Regions from separate parts of the Rattus norvegicus genome. Here region 1 is linked to region 2. A link is a contact called in public Hi-C data. All regions are on one chromosome and are shown on one strand. The core of a region is the stretch at or near the end of the contact, and the rest is flanking DNA. Distances in the headings are between cores, read along the strand shown.

Region 1 (7,151 bases), core at 3,815-6,314, 48 kb after region 2:
TTCAATTTAGAATAGTTTTAGGTTCACAGAGAGGCTGTGTGTGTGGTGGACCTGGCATGTAGCACACTCCTGTGATCCCAGTTACTCCAGAGTCGGAGGCAAGGATGATTCCAAATCCAAGGCCAGCCTGAGCAATTCAAGGAGACTCTTTCTTAAATGGAAAGGGCCGAGATATAGCTCAGTGGTAGAGCATTTGCCAGCATGTGCATGTGACCGCCTTAGTGCTGAAGAAAAAAAGAAAGAAAAAGGTTGTGAAGAGGATGTGCTTTTTCATAGGCCACATGCCTGCTTCCCCTGCTGCCAGCCTCACATTATTATTGCGCCCTGGCCACCTCTGAACCAATGCTCACACTGCCCTGGCCACCTCTGGACCAATGCTCACACTGCCCTGGCCACCTCTGAACCAATGCTCACACTGCCCTGGCCACCTCTGAACCAATGCTCACACTGCCCTGGCCACCTCTGGACCAATGCTCACACTTTGTCAGATCCTTAAGTTTTTCAGTCAATGACCCAATTCTGCCCCTTATTCCATTGAGGGTGCCACATCACATCTGGCCATTCTGTCTCCTCTGGCAGTCTCTTGGGTGCTAGCACATTTCAGGTTACTGACTGTCCTCGTTTTTGAGGACCTTGGCAGGGTCTTGGTCAGCTGTTTCACTTTGTTATTTATTTATCTGGCATTAAAGGCTGAGCTGGGCAAGGGCTCGACCTCTATCTAGTTTCATTGTCGATGTGGTAAAACATCCCTATGAGAAAGCGACTGAAGGGAGGAAAGGGTTTATTGCAATTTACATTTCCAGCCCACAGTCTCTCATTGAGAGAAGCCAAGGCAGGAACTGAAGGCAGTCCTGCTTGCTATTCCACATGTAACCAAGGAATTCCCTTCACAGCCAAAGTACCAAAGAAACCATAGAGGATGCTGCTGGCAGGCAGACCGTCAGGTCCAGCAGCAGTTGCTGCCAACTTCCTCCTCCTACCCCCACTCCTCTTCCTTCTTCTTCCTCCTCCCACTCCTCCTTCCTCTTCCTCATCATTTTATTTTATTTATTTATTTCTCTGTGTCTTCTTGGCTGTCCTAGAACTTGATCCATAACCAGGCTGGCCTCTAACTCAGAGATCTACCTGCCTTTGCTGAGTGCCTTAATCCTGAGTGCTGGGATTAAAGTGTGTGCTATGGCCACCCAACTCTCTCTCTCTCTCTCTCTCTCTCTCTCTCTCTCTCAAAAGGGCCTTGCTGTGTGTCTCTGGCTGGCCTGGAACTCACAAAGATCCACCTGTCTCTGCTTCTCATGTGCTGTGACTAAAGACATGAGCCACTTTACCAGCAATGCTACCTTTCTTATACATTTCAAGACCACTTCCCAAGAGATGGTGCCATCCCCTTAGAGTTCGGCTCTCTTACATCAGTAAATAATCAAGACAACCCTCAATAGTAATGCCCACATGGCAATCTGATCTAAGCTCTCTTTTCAGACCGCTCTAGGTTGTATCAAATTGATTGTCAAAGCTAACCAGGACATCGTAGAGCTGCATTCCCAGAACACGTGTGACCTTTCGAGACAGTCTTCCAAATTGCTCAGGCTGGCCTTTCAACAGCCAGCCTCCTGCCTCAGCCTCCCAATTATCTATGCTCCCAGGCTGGGCCAGTTTTGTAGGATGCCTGCTGTACTTGGGTTTGCCTATTGTTTCTCCATGATTGGGTTGGGGTTGTGGGCAAGAAGAAGGAGAAGGAGAAGGAGGAGGAGGAGGAGGAGGAGGAGGAGGAGGAGGAGGAGGAGGAGGAGGAGGAGAAGAAGAAGAAGAAGAAGAAGAAGAAGAAGAAGAAGAAGAAGAAGAAGAAGAAGACGACGACGACGACGACTACGACTATGTAAGTAAAGTGCCAATCCCATCCCCGTGCACATCACTGCTGCTGACCCTACGGCTGAGGCACTGTCTGGCACTTCCCCACTGATTCTTGTCATTGTCTTTCCCATGTGGACTCTTCCAGAAGCAATTCCAAGTGTAACCAGTGTTTACATGGTGGAGCTGCGTTTCACCTCTGAGAGGCAATGATCTATGATTTGTAATTCTCTATAAGGGAGACTTGCCTCTTTTCTTCACTCATTAAATAATTCGTATCTGTAGTTTCGCAGTATTATGGTTTGGATGTAAAATGTCCTCCACAGGCTCATACATTTCATTGAGTACTCTGTCCTCAGGGGGGTAGAATTGGTTTCCAGTGGTAGTGAAACCTTTAGGAGGTGAAGCCTAGCCAGGTAAAATGGGTTATTAGTGTAACGTGTAGTTTCTACTGCCCCGCTTTAAGCTACCAGCCACTGCCTTGTTTCTCTTGGATCCATGGATGAAAGACACACACACGCACACGCACACACAGACACAGACACACAGACGCACACATACACACAGACACACACATACACACAGACACACACACAGACAGACACACACAGACACAGACACACAGACACAGACACACACAGACACACAGACACACACAGACACAAACACACACACATACACACACATACACATACACACACAGACACACACACATACACACACAGACACACACACAGACACACACAGACACACAAACACACACATACACACACAGACACATACACACACAGACACACAGACACACACATACACACACACAGACACAGACACACACACAGACACACTCTGACACACAGACACACACACAGACACACACACAGACACACACAGACACACACAGACACAGACACACACACAGACACACGCAGACACAGACACACACACACAGACACACACTGACATACACACACAGACACACAGACACACACACAGACACACACACACAGACACACACACATACACACACAGACACAGACACACACACAGACACACACTGACATACACACACAGACACACAGACATACACACAGACACACACACAGACACACACTGACATATACACACAGACAGACACACAGACACACACACAGACACAGACACACAGACACACACTGACATACACACACACAGACACACATACACACAGACACACAGACACACACAGACACAGACACACAGACACACACTGACATACACACACACAGACACACACACATACACACAGACACACAGACACACACACACACACACAAGCTTATTTTTAGTATACTTTTTAGCTCAATGGCTGGGCACTTCTAAGCCTCCCGCAGATAATGTGCCCTTACCTTCACTCCCAGCTCAACACCTCTAAATCTGCCCTCAGCTTTGTTTCTAATCTCCCGCCTGCTACCCCAGGCCCAGGCAGGGAAGTAGCCAATGACCAGATGTAAGTAAGCAGGTGTGCACCCCTGTTACTCATCTTTCTTGCCATAAAGGGTCCTTTATCCAGGTCAGTGTGATAGCTCATCAGGAAAAGGAGCTGGCTGCCGAGCCTGACAGCCTGAGTCTGAGGAGACCCATGCAGTGGAAGGACAGAACTGAAAGGTTGGTTCTATCCATGTACTCCATGTGTGCACCATGGCATAAGCACACGCGCACACACAAATAAGTGTAAAGCATTAGAAATGTATAAGCCTCTCTTCATTTACACGGCTTCCTCAGCAGCATGTGTCAACATTCCTTCTAGGCTCCGCCCCACAGTTACCTGGCAACAGCCAGCAATGCCTGACTCACTATAAAAGGCTGTTTGCCTCTCTTACTCTCTTACCCTCTATCCCTTCTCTCCCCACCTCCTCCCTCTAACTTCTCCATCTATTTGTGACTGACCTTCTCTCTCCTTTCCTTCTTCTCTTTCTGCCTTTCCCTGTCTCTACTCCCTCCTCAACTTCCCTTCCCATGCCCTAAACAATCTCTATCCCATGCTATACCCGTCCTATGGCTGGTACCTCAGGAAGAAGGGATGGTTCAGCATGGGCCCACAGGGGCACCCCTTCCACCTCACCATACCTGACTCTACTAAACATATCCAGGCTCCTTCTTTCTTTTTTATAGAGCACAACAGGGTGTAGTGGTGTAGTCCTTTAATCCCAGCATTTGGAAGACAGAGGCAGGCAGACCTCTGAGTTGGAGGCCAGCCTGGTCTATCCCTCTCCAGGCCAGCGGGGATAGTTAGCTCCTGTCTAAACAAACAAACAAAAACATTGCCACCAAGTAATAAAAGAAGCTGTTCGACATTTCCTAGGCATACCGTGTTTAATAAGCACCAACAGGGAGAGATACTACTTCGGGGTACTAAGAGTCACATGAGAACCTGTGCTCTGACCCTAGTACTTGGGAGGCAGAGGCAGGAGAAGCTGGAGTTTCAGCCTGGGCTACAGGGTGAGACTCTCACAAACAAAACAAAACAAAGCAAAACACTCTCAGAAACGAAACCAACCCAAGATAAGTGAGAAAAGAGTCTTACCCCACCTCTGTGAGCACTCTAGCTTATGTATCAGTTCTGTGGCGAGCCTGTCACCCAGACTTTGTAACTGGTGCAAGTCAGACCCTGCACTCAGCCAGGCTGTGCTGCCCATGGTTTGTTACCTTGGACAAGTCTAAGAATATTAAAAGGAAAATTCTAGAGATAAACTTTTTAAATATAGTTTCACTATGTAACCCCGACGAACCTTGAATCCACAGAGATATGCCTGTCTCTTCCTTTCCAGTGCTGGCATCAAAGGTATACGCCATCATGAACATTTTAAAGGAATTTTTTTACATTTATTTATTGATTGCATATGTGTATGTACATATATTGTGGCCTGCTTGTGGGGGCCAGAGGCCAGCTTTCAGGACTCATTCTTTTCTCCTACTGGATAGGCTCCAGGGATCAAATCCTGACCATCAGGCCTGGCGACAAGTGCTGAGCCATCTCAGTGGCCCCTAACAGAAACAACTTACACATTTCCAGTGAGTGTTACATTGTTATAGATGTCCCATGTTACTGCAGTTAACACCTCCCTGAGTCTAGTTAACTCATTAAGCTTTGTAACTGCAGTGTGTGCGCGCGAGTGCATAGACCGACTTCAGCCCTACCCTGCTTCAGCCATGCTTGCAAAGGACTGCCACGCCTCCTGCTGGGTGGGGGTGGAAGAATCTCCAGGTCATTCCTCCTTTCAGGCTCTGAGGTCCTTCTAAGCCCAAGTCAGACAGGTAACTTTAGTTCAGGGCAACTTTTCAGTGCTGTGTGCCAAGTGTTTTCAGACGCACTATCTCAAGGGACCCTAGCTATTAAAATATGAACTTGGAAAATATTTTTGTAGATGAGAACAGTGAAACCCAGACAGTAACGTGGCTTCCTAAGGTACCATGGTTATCGCAGCACGGTACTATGGTTAACAGGCCCAGGGAACCGACAAAGGAGCCCTGTGTTTTAGGCTTGAAACAGCTTTACTGAGTAAGGTAACTAAAGGTAAGTTACGAGCTTGCTGGCGAGACTGACTTTGAAGCAATAAAGGTTCTAGTAAAAACCTACATACCCAATATGTTTTTATCTGGCCTAAGTTAGCTGGGTGTGGTGGCACAGGCCTTCAGGACCAACACTCAGGGAGGTAGGTAGATTTGTTTGAGTTCAAGGCCAGCCTGGTCAATACAGTGACTTCCAAGTCAGCCAGGGCTACATAGCTAGACCCTGTCTCAAAAACAAACAAACCTACAAATTAAAATTTGGCTTTTAGAGACAGTGTCTTCCCTCGTAGGTCAGGCTGACATTGAACCTGGCGATTCTAGCTGCCCACAGTCTCCCAAGCCCTGACATTTACTGACCTACTTTCTATAAAATCCCCTTAGCACCGACACATCGGAACGGCTGAAGAGAAAGAATGAAGAGAAAGAATCGGTTCTGATAACCAGAGCCACAGCGCCACCTGCTGCTGCTGCAGAGCAAGGCCTGACTGGCTTTCCCGGACGCTGGCTCAGGACCGACCAAAGCATAGGAGGTTAGTCCCTGAGCCACACAGCCTACTTTAGGAAAACTTTGTGTTGAAACAAAGGCTAGGTGTTGTGTATGCTACTTGACAGTCACTGGGAGGGTGTGGAAATAACTTACCCTGTCAGCTCAAGAAGTGGGGAGCTCCCCACTCCCAATCCCACCATGATTGATGATAAAACAGAAGGCTCTGCCTGGCTAGACGACTGAAGGACAAAGGCCTCCCAGTCAAGCCTGATGACCTGTGTTGTAAAGAGAATCTCTTACATACTGTGTGGAAGCGTCACCTGTTAACAAACAAACAAACAAACAAACAAACAAACAAACCAAAAACCAAAAAACTGATGGCCTATTACCTGAGGCAGGAAATAGGTGGGACATCTGGCAGACAGAGATTGGATTCTGGCAAAGAGTCAAGAGCAGGAGGACTTTAGCCTGAACTCAAGAGATGGGTGAATGAAGCTGAGGAGAGGTAACTATCCACACAGCAGACATAGACTCAAATAAATAGACTATATAAATTATGAGTAGTCGGGGAACGAGCCAAAGCTTATGGCCTAGGCATTTATTTATAAATATTTCTCAGTCGTTATTCTGGGAACAAGGATGCTGGGTAGAAAAACTCTACACTGAGTTTGTTCCCTGGGATTCACATGATGGAAGGAAAGGACTGATTCCTGCAAGTTGTCCTCTGAACTCTGGTCGTGCACACACACACACACACACACACACACACACACACACACACACACACTTAAGTGTTAAAATAAAACAACAAAAGGCTCATGTATCACATGTATGCAGTACCCAAGGGGTCCATAAGAGGGCACTAGATCCCTGGAACTGGAGTTAACAGACAGTTATGAGCCATGTGGCTGCTGGCCATTGAACTTGAATCCTTGGGAGGAGCAGCCAGTGCTCTTAACCACTGGGCCAACTCTCAGCTCCTTCCTGGTTCAACCTCTTAATTTTATAGTCTTTGCGGCCTCAGGTTAGTCAGTGCATTGTTTAGTTTTGTATCGATTTAGTTTAAGAATAGAATTTCTTCCCTCATAACACAAATATAGTATGACAATTAAAAGCCCGAAGGGGCTTCTCTTCTAAACTGTGGCAAAGGCTCTCCAGTTAGTCTATTTCATCATGTGCCATTCTCTAAACTCCAATCCTGTGAATTCTCTCACTGCAGCTCACTGGGAGTCTTGGTTTTCTTTCTTGCCTCGCTGATCACTGTACTTGG
Region 2 (6,701 bases), core at 2,498-4,997:
TTTATTACATGATATATGAAAAAGGAATTCAAAGAAAAATAGAAAATATAACAGCTGTTTTGTTTAGTTGTAGAATTTTTCAAAAGAACCAATTTTACATTGTTAAAATTTTCCTTTTGAAAGTTCATTTTATGTATATTCACATACATAGAATAACCCTTTAAAAAAAGAGGAATCTCCTGATAAAAAGGGATTAAATAAACCACTGTGATATGGATGATAGTCTTAAGAACTTCAATCAAGTCTGTGTATGCAAAGATGCTAGAAATGTTAGAGAACGACTTGTCAGAGCTGGCTGTCTCTCTACAAAATAGGTTCTGGGCACTGAACCCATGTCCTCAGCCTTAGGATAACATCCTCTGTCCACACGGCCGCCCCTCAGCACCCTTACTTTCCTTTTTGTGTGACGAGATCTCATAGCTGTCTGGCCTGGGTCACACTGTGTGGCCAAGGATGACCTTCAACTGCTGTTCTTACCCCCACCTCCTGAGTGCTCCCAAAGGCCTGAGCCAACATGAGCTACTGTTTGAACAAAAATACGAACTATTACTTAAAAACCAAAGAGAAAACACTTTGAAAAAACAATGTATATTTAGCAAGTAATACAATCTAGTTCTACCCCAAAGACATTAATTATACCAAACTTAAAGCCAATATCTCAAATATTTTTTAATTGCCTTTAAACAGCATTAAAGCATGTATAGAAGGTTTTAATGACTTATTGGAATTCACGACTATAAACATAAACAAACCCAGAAGAATGTTTCCTCCTTTACTGAACCAGAATCACACCAGAGGAAAAGCACAGCCTAAGTGGCCTAGCTGGCAGAGGTTTTTTTATATTTTTATGCAAATCTATTATCATCGCTGAGTACAACTGTTTAAAACTCTCCAAATTGGGTGGTGAGATGGCTCAGCTGGTAAAGGTACTTACCACGAAACCTGATAACCTGAGTTCAGTCCTGGGACCCACATGCTAAAATGAGAACTCAACTCCCAAAAGTTGTTCTCTGATTTCTACTTGCACACCATGGCAGGTATTTGCATGTTCTCTCTCTCTCTCTCTCTCTCTCTCTCTCTCTCTCTCTCTTTCTCTCTCTTACACACACACACACACACACACACACACACACAAATACACAAATATAACTTCAAAGCTTCTGTACTTCAAAAAGTACAATATGGGGGCTGGGGATTTAGCTCAGTGGTAGAGCGCTTACCTAGGAAGCGCAAGGCCCTGGGTTCGGTCCCCAGCTCCGAAAAAAAGAACCAAAAAAAAAAAAAAAAAAAAAAAAAAGTACAATATATATCATCCAAAATGAAATTTACAAACCAAAAATTATTTTAACAACAGCAATGACATATGAAAACTAAAGAAACAGGCAGTTCTAATCTTAGATCTTAATCTTTCTCCAAGTCATATAATACAGAAACAGCTTTCAAGAAGATAAACATTTATAATCGTTTTAATTGGGATGGTTCATAACTGACTCAACCAAGCTATAGGTCAGTATTAGTATTCCTAATCCACACTCATTGAACAACTATGTATTTACACAATCACGATTATCATTGCTAGGGTCCCATTAACCACAGACAACTGCAGAAATGTCTAAAGGGATATTTTAAACTTCCCTAGGAAAGTTTTCACACAAACTGAAGTCAGCAAATGGCTGGAAACAGATGTCAGCACACTGGCCCGAGAGGAAGGTGATGGAGGAATGCACTTACGTTTCAAAACACCGATCCACATTGTCAGACATCAAAAGCAACATGCATAGCTGTTCCAGGGCTATTAGCTGCATGTCCCTTTCATCTCCCTGTCCCATCTGCAGCCACTCCAGCAACGTATCAGGATCCACATCTGCCATGGTCTTTAAAATGTCCCTTTGCCTGCATTGAAAAAGGGAAAAGGGGTTTTCAAACATTTGCTCAGAACTGATCAGCCTGTGTAAACATTTTTTTCTTGAACATCTGCTAGATACACACACACACACACACACGTATCTGTGTATGTATATACATAGTTATTCTCTGATTTCCATACTGACTGTGGCATGCACACACACAAAATAAATATACATGATTTTAAAAAAAACTTTCAAAAACTGCAAAGTATTACTTCTAAGAGTATGCTCTATCTCTGCGGCAGTTTTGGACTTCCCTCTACTTCCTGGGTTTAATACAGATACACTACACACAAAACAGTTCAACACAAGAATATATGCTGATTAGGTTGCTAGTTAACTAGAAACCAGAGCCGTCTAGGTCAAACACTATGAAACAAGTTTTGGATCCCAATGTCTGTTATCACCAATGTCTGTGCCAAAAGGCAAAGAACACCTATAAAAAAGTTTTTTCTACCAGTGAACTTCTCCCTGCAAGCTCCGCCCAAACCCCACCAAAAATCGGGGCATTAGATATGGGTCAGATCCAGTAGTTTTAAAGACCACACTTTCCGATCCACTCTCCTTCGAATTGAATTTCTCTTCTCACAAATTTTGAATTCTCAAACTTATTCCTAAATATGTCCAAATACAAACAGTTATTAGATATGAAATCTACCTATGCGGAGAAAATACTGATAAGAACTTCTGGCAATCTTGGCAAATGTTCTTAAAACTTTTTGTTGTCGTTGTTTTGATGCTAAAATAAATGCAACTAACAGGTTTTACACACACACACACACACACACACACACACACACACACACACACACACACACTGACATTCTCGGTTCCCATAGGATGAAGCAGTTAGTTTTTATTTTTTTAAAAAAATCGAGAAGTAGTCCAGGCAGGCAAGTCATTACAAAAGCTCCTAGGTGCCTGACCAAAGGACAGCTCTGAGTCCCACGCAATCCACCTGCCGGTGTGGGAACCTAGAGACGGGTCGCAGTGGGCCCATCGGCCGCGCCCGGCGGGGCTGCCCCACTGTCCACAGCCTGACCAAGGCCGGAGCCGCGACGCTGACACCCAACCTGCCTAACTTAGCTACCTGCCTCTGGGAGGAGGGCGAAGTTTTGGAGAAGCAGCAAGCCTGCGAGCTCGAGAGGAAGCCGCCAAGCGGCCGGGGTGCGGGTCTCCCGGAACTCAGAGGCCCAGTGGGACGTCCCCGGTCCCCGCCCGGCAGCTGAGCCTTACCAAGGACAAGGGGAGCGTACCCGGAGCTCGGGAGCCAGAAAGACAAGCCCCGTAGGGCCCGGGGAGGGGAACAAAGGGCCCGAGACGCAGAGGCGACGGCGGACGACCGACCTTACCGCGCCCGGGTCCAGCTCCGCGCTCGCCGCTGGGCTCGGTGGCCCCGGATCCTCGCGCAGGCCCAGCCAGCGGACGGCGCCCAGCGCCCCCGCCTACCCTTACCGCAGGCTCTTACCCTGGCTCGCCGTACCAAACAGCTCCGGTCCAGCTCCAAGCAGGCCGCGGGCAGAGCCTGGCCCGGCCGCGGCCCTCGAGTTCCCAGGAAACCGCAGGCCGCGCAGGTCGAGCCAGGCAGGCGGCACAGGAAAAGCCGTGTCTCGTCCCTCCCCTTCCTCCGCGGGGACCCGGTGACAAGGAAGCGAGAGGTTCCCCCGAGCGGCGGCAGCCAGCGCGGGTCCCGACCCCAGCACGCGGCTCCTCAGACCCTGCGGTTCAAAGCCAGGTCCGCGCGGAGCTGCCGCCGGCAGCGAGGAGAGGCCGCGTCCATCGCCAGCCGGGCGGGGACAGGAGAAGGGTCGGCCGAGCGCCGGGCGCGGAGGCTGGTGAAGGCCGCGCCGGCGGAGGCGGAGCGAACGCCTCCCGGCCGCCCTGCCCGCGGCCACCTGGGGCGCTGCGGAGGCCCGCCCGCGGCACGGGGCTACGACGGGGGCGCCGGGCTCCCTCGGCTGTCGGCTACGGCTCTCTTCAACCAGGACTCCCGGCGCCCGAATCACCGCGCTGTCAATCGGCGCGCGCCGCGAGCAGCTGGTTCGCGCACGCTCCGCCCGTCTTGCCCGGCGCCGGCCACTCCTGAGTCCTGCGGATCGGAGGCCACCGTCTCGCAAGCGCTCGGCCCTCGGGTCACCCCTCCTTCTGGATTTGTGTGGAGGATCGCCCTGCGGTTTACCAGAACGCTTCACAGCGAGCCTGGGAACTCGTGTGCGCTGCCCGTCCGGTCGTTATCGCCTCGGTGCAGATGGGAGAACTGAGGCTGCAGGAACTTTGCCCACCTCGGAGTCCCAGGAAGCAGCAGCATCGAGGACTTTTAAAGACATTTGCCTTCGGCTTGTGGTCACACGTACTTCCGTAGTTAGTCCCGTCAAACTTTTTATTTCATGGGCATTGAAAATTAAATGCTAGCCGCTGCTAGTGGAGTCCTCATGTAACTGTGACACTAGAGAACTGGACGCTGGAGTTCAAGGTCATCCTTGCTACATAATGAGGTCGAGACTTGTCTGGGCTACCGGCGGCGGTGATGGTGGTATGAAGAAGGAGCAGCAAGAGTTGAGAGAAAGAGGAAGAAAAAGACTCCTTCCTGAACTCTCATTTATTCATCCTTTGAACAAAAAAAATAAAAAATAAAAAATAAAAAATAGCAGTAGATACTAGTTTTAGAAAGAAACCGTATGCAAAGACTGAGGCCAGTCGTTTTCAACCATACCAGCGCAATAGATAAACCCGGAAAAGTTTTCTTTAGAAGAGTTTTAGATCCACAACAAATTGAACGGAAAGTTCAGGGAATAAGTTAGGGCTACCTTGTTCTATATAATGTGTTCCCGGCCAGGCAAGGCTAAGGACAGAGAGTTCCCACTGGTCTCTTTGTTATGGTTTTGCCCTTTCCAAAATATCTGGTCTAGTTGGAATCATACCGTACATACAGCCCTTCCAGAAGATCTTCTTAAACTTAGTACCACTCTTTAAGGATCCTCTGTGACTTTTTATACCTTGGTAGCTCATTTATTTGGTGTTTTGTTTTGTCGTACTGGGTTTTATAAATTTGGTTTTGGTTTTGCTTTTTGTTTTTCTTGTTGTTCGTTTTGAAATGGGTATGCTTATGTAACCCTCGCTGGCCTCAAAATCATTATCCTCCTGCCTCAGCTTCCTGAGTACCGCAACAAGAGTGCGTCACACCTGGCTTGGAAGCTCATTTCTTCTTAATGCTGAATAGTAGTTGTTTAGATGTGACACAATGTGTTTATTGATATACAGAAGCCTGGGATCTACCTTCACAGACTATGAATGGCTCACATATCAGAAATTTCCAAAGTTCCCCAACAGGAAAATACTTTCAAACACCATAGCTAGTACAAGACTGTTGCTAGAACAAAGAAAAACTCTTCAAAGCCAAGAGTAAGAAAAGCCCTTGATTAAAAATGATAAAAGACCCGAAGAGACGTTTAACCAAGAAGACGTACAGGTGACAAGTAAGCACAGGGAAGATGCTTAACATCATCTGTCCTTGGGAAACTGAAGATACGCACTGGTGGTCTGTTCATACGGAAGGCCTGAGTTTGGTACCCATACCCTGCAGCTCACAATTGCCTTAAGTCCAGGTCCAAGGTGCCTCTGGCCTCTGCAGGGACCTGCATTTACATGCATTTGCCTACCACAGACATGCACATGTGCACATAATGCAAAAGTAATACAAATAAATCTTCTCAAGGAAAAGAAATTTGAAACTAATACTCTAGGGCTATAGATAAAGCTCAATAGGGCACTTATCTACTACACACAAGGCCTGGGTTCTACGCCCAGGTCTGGATAGAACCAGGCCCTAAAACTGGGTATGGTGGCACAGATGTATTTATTCCCATCACAGGCACAGGAATCAGAAGTTCAAGATCATCCTCAGCTACATAATGAATTGGGTTCAAGCCTAGAATACATAGAATGACACTCAAGAAAGAAAAAGGGGGTGGGGGGCAGGGACACACAATACTCCTAAACATCATTAGAAGGGTGAAAAACCAAAGCCCAATGACACCAAGTTTATTCAACATCCCTCCTGGACATCCACAGCTGCCCAGCAGAGCTGTTGAAGCAGGTCAGGCAGCCCAACATACTCAGCTGCTCTAATAATCCAGGAAACAGAGGCTGCCATAAAAGTTATGGTCTTGACCTCCACATCTGTACCAGGCATTCAAACACCCACATTTAACATCATCTATACACCAATAATGTATAAATAGCTGGGTGAGATGGTGTATGCCTTTAATCTCAGCACCCAGGAAGCAAAGGCAGTACTCTGAGTTCAAGACCAACCTGGTCTACTGGTCTATGTAGAGAGTTCCAGGCTAGTCGTGGCTACATAGTGAAACATTGTCTCAAAATAAAGTGAAATGAAATATAGATATATAGATATATAAAGAAAATACTATTACCAAATAATCACCAGCCACCCTCATTATTTACTCAAAGGAGTTGAAAACTTAAGTCCAAACTTTTTCTTTTTTAAAGACTTATTCATCGGGGTAGGGGATTTAGCTCAGTGGTAGAGCGCTTGCCTAGTAAGTGCAAGGCCCTGGGTTCGGTTCTCAGCTCTGAAAAAAAAAAAAAAAGACTTATTCATTCATTCTATATGAGTACACTGTAGTTGTCTTCAGACACACCAGGAAAAGGGCATCACATCCCATTAGAGATGGTTCTGAGGTACCAGGTGGGTGCTGGGATTTGAAGTCAGGACCTCTGGAAGAGCAGTCAGTGCTCTTAACCACTGAGCCATCTCTTCAGCCCTTAAATCCA

Evidence for each region. Hi-C and Micro-C count contacts between places; a contact is called where the count stands out from the background.
Region 1: a contact with region 2 is called in a Hi-C map of liver, with 5 times the contacts expected there. The contact joins the enhancer-like site here to the promoter of Hectd1 in region 2. A contact is called at or near these places in 10 of 12 Hi-C or Micro-C datasets (the A7r5 cell line, the Rat2 cell line, frontal cortex and 5 more) and 1 of 1 datasets of contacts at active chromatin or transcription factors (oligodendrocytes).

The regions. Positions count from the first base shown.
Region 1 is chr6:75,046,812-75,053,962 of GRCr8, forward strand. No RefSeq gene overlaps it. Among named protein-coding and RNA genes, the nearest start is that of Hectd1, 47 kb to the left of the region's middle. Within about 2 kb of position 5,065, at least 12 of the 93 cell types and tissues checked have an H3K27ac peak or open chromatin away from gene starts, as enhancers often do. A contact at or near this core is called in the A7r5 cell line and liver, where this site is marked.
Region 2 is chr6:74,999,661-75,006,361 of GRCr8, forward strand. It overlaps Hectd1 (HECT domain E3 ubiquitin protein ligase 1), which reads right to left and starts at 3,748. Exons shown (of 43, transcript NM_001419838.1): 1 at 3,376-3,748; 2 at 1,732-1,893. The coding sequence starts at 1,871.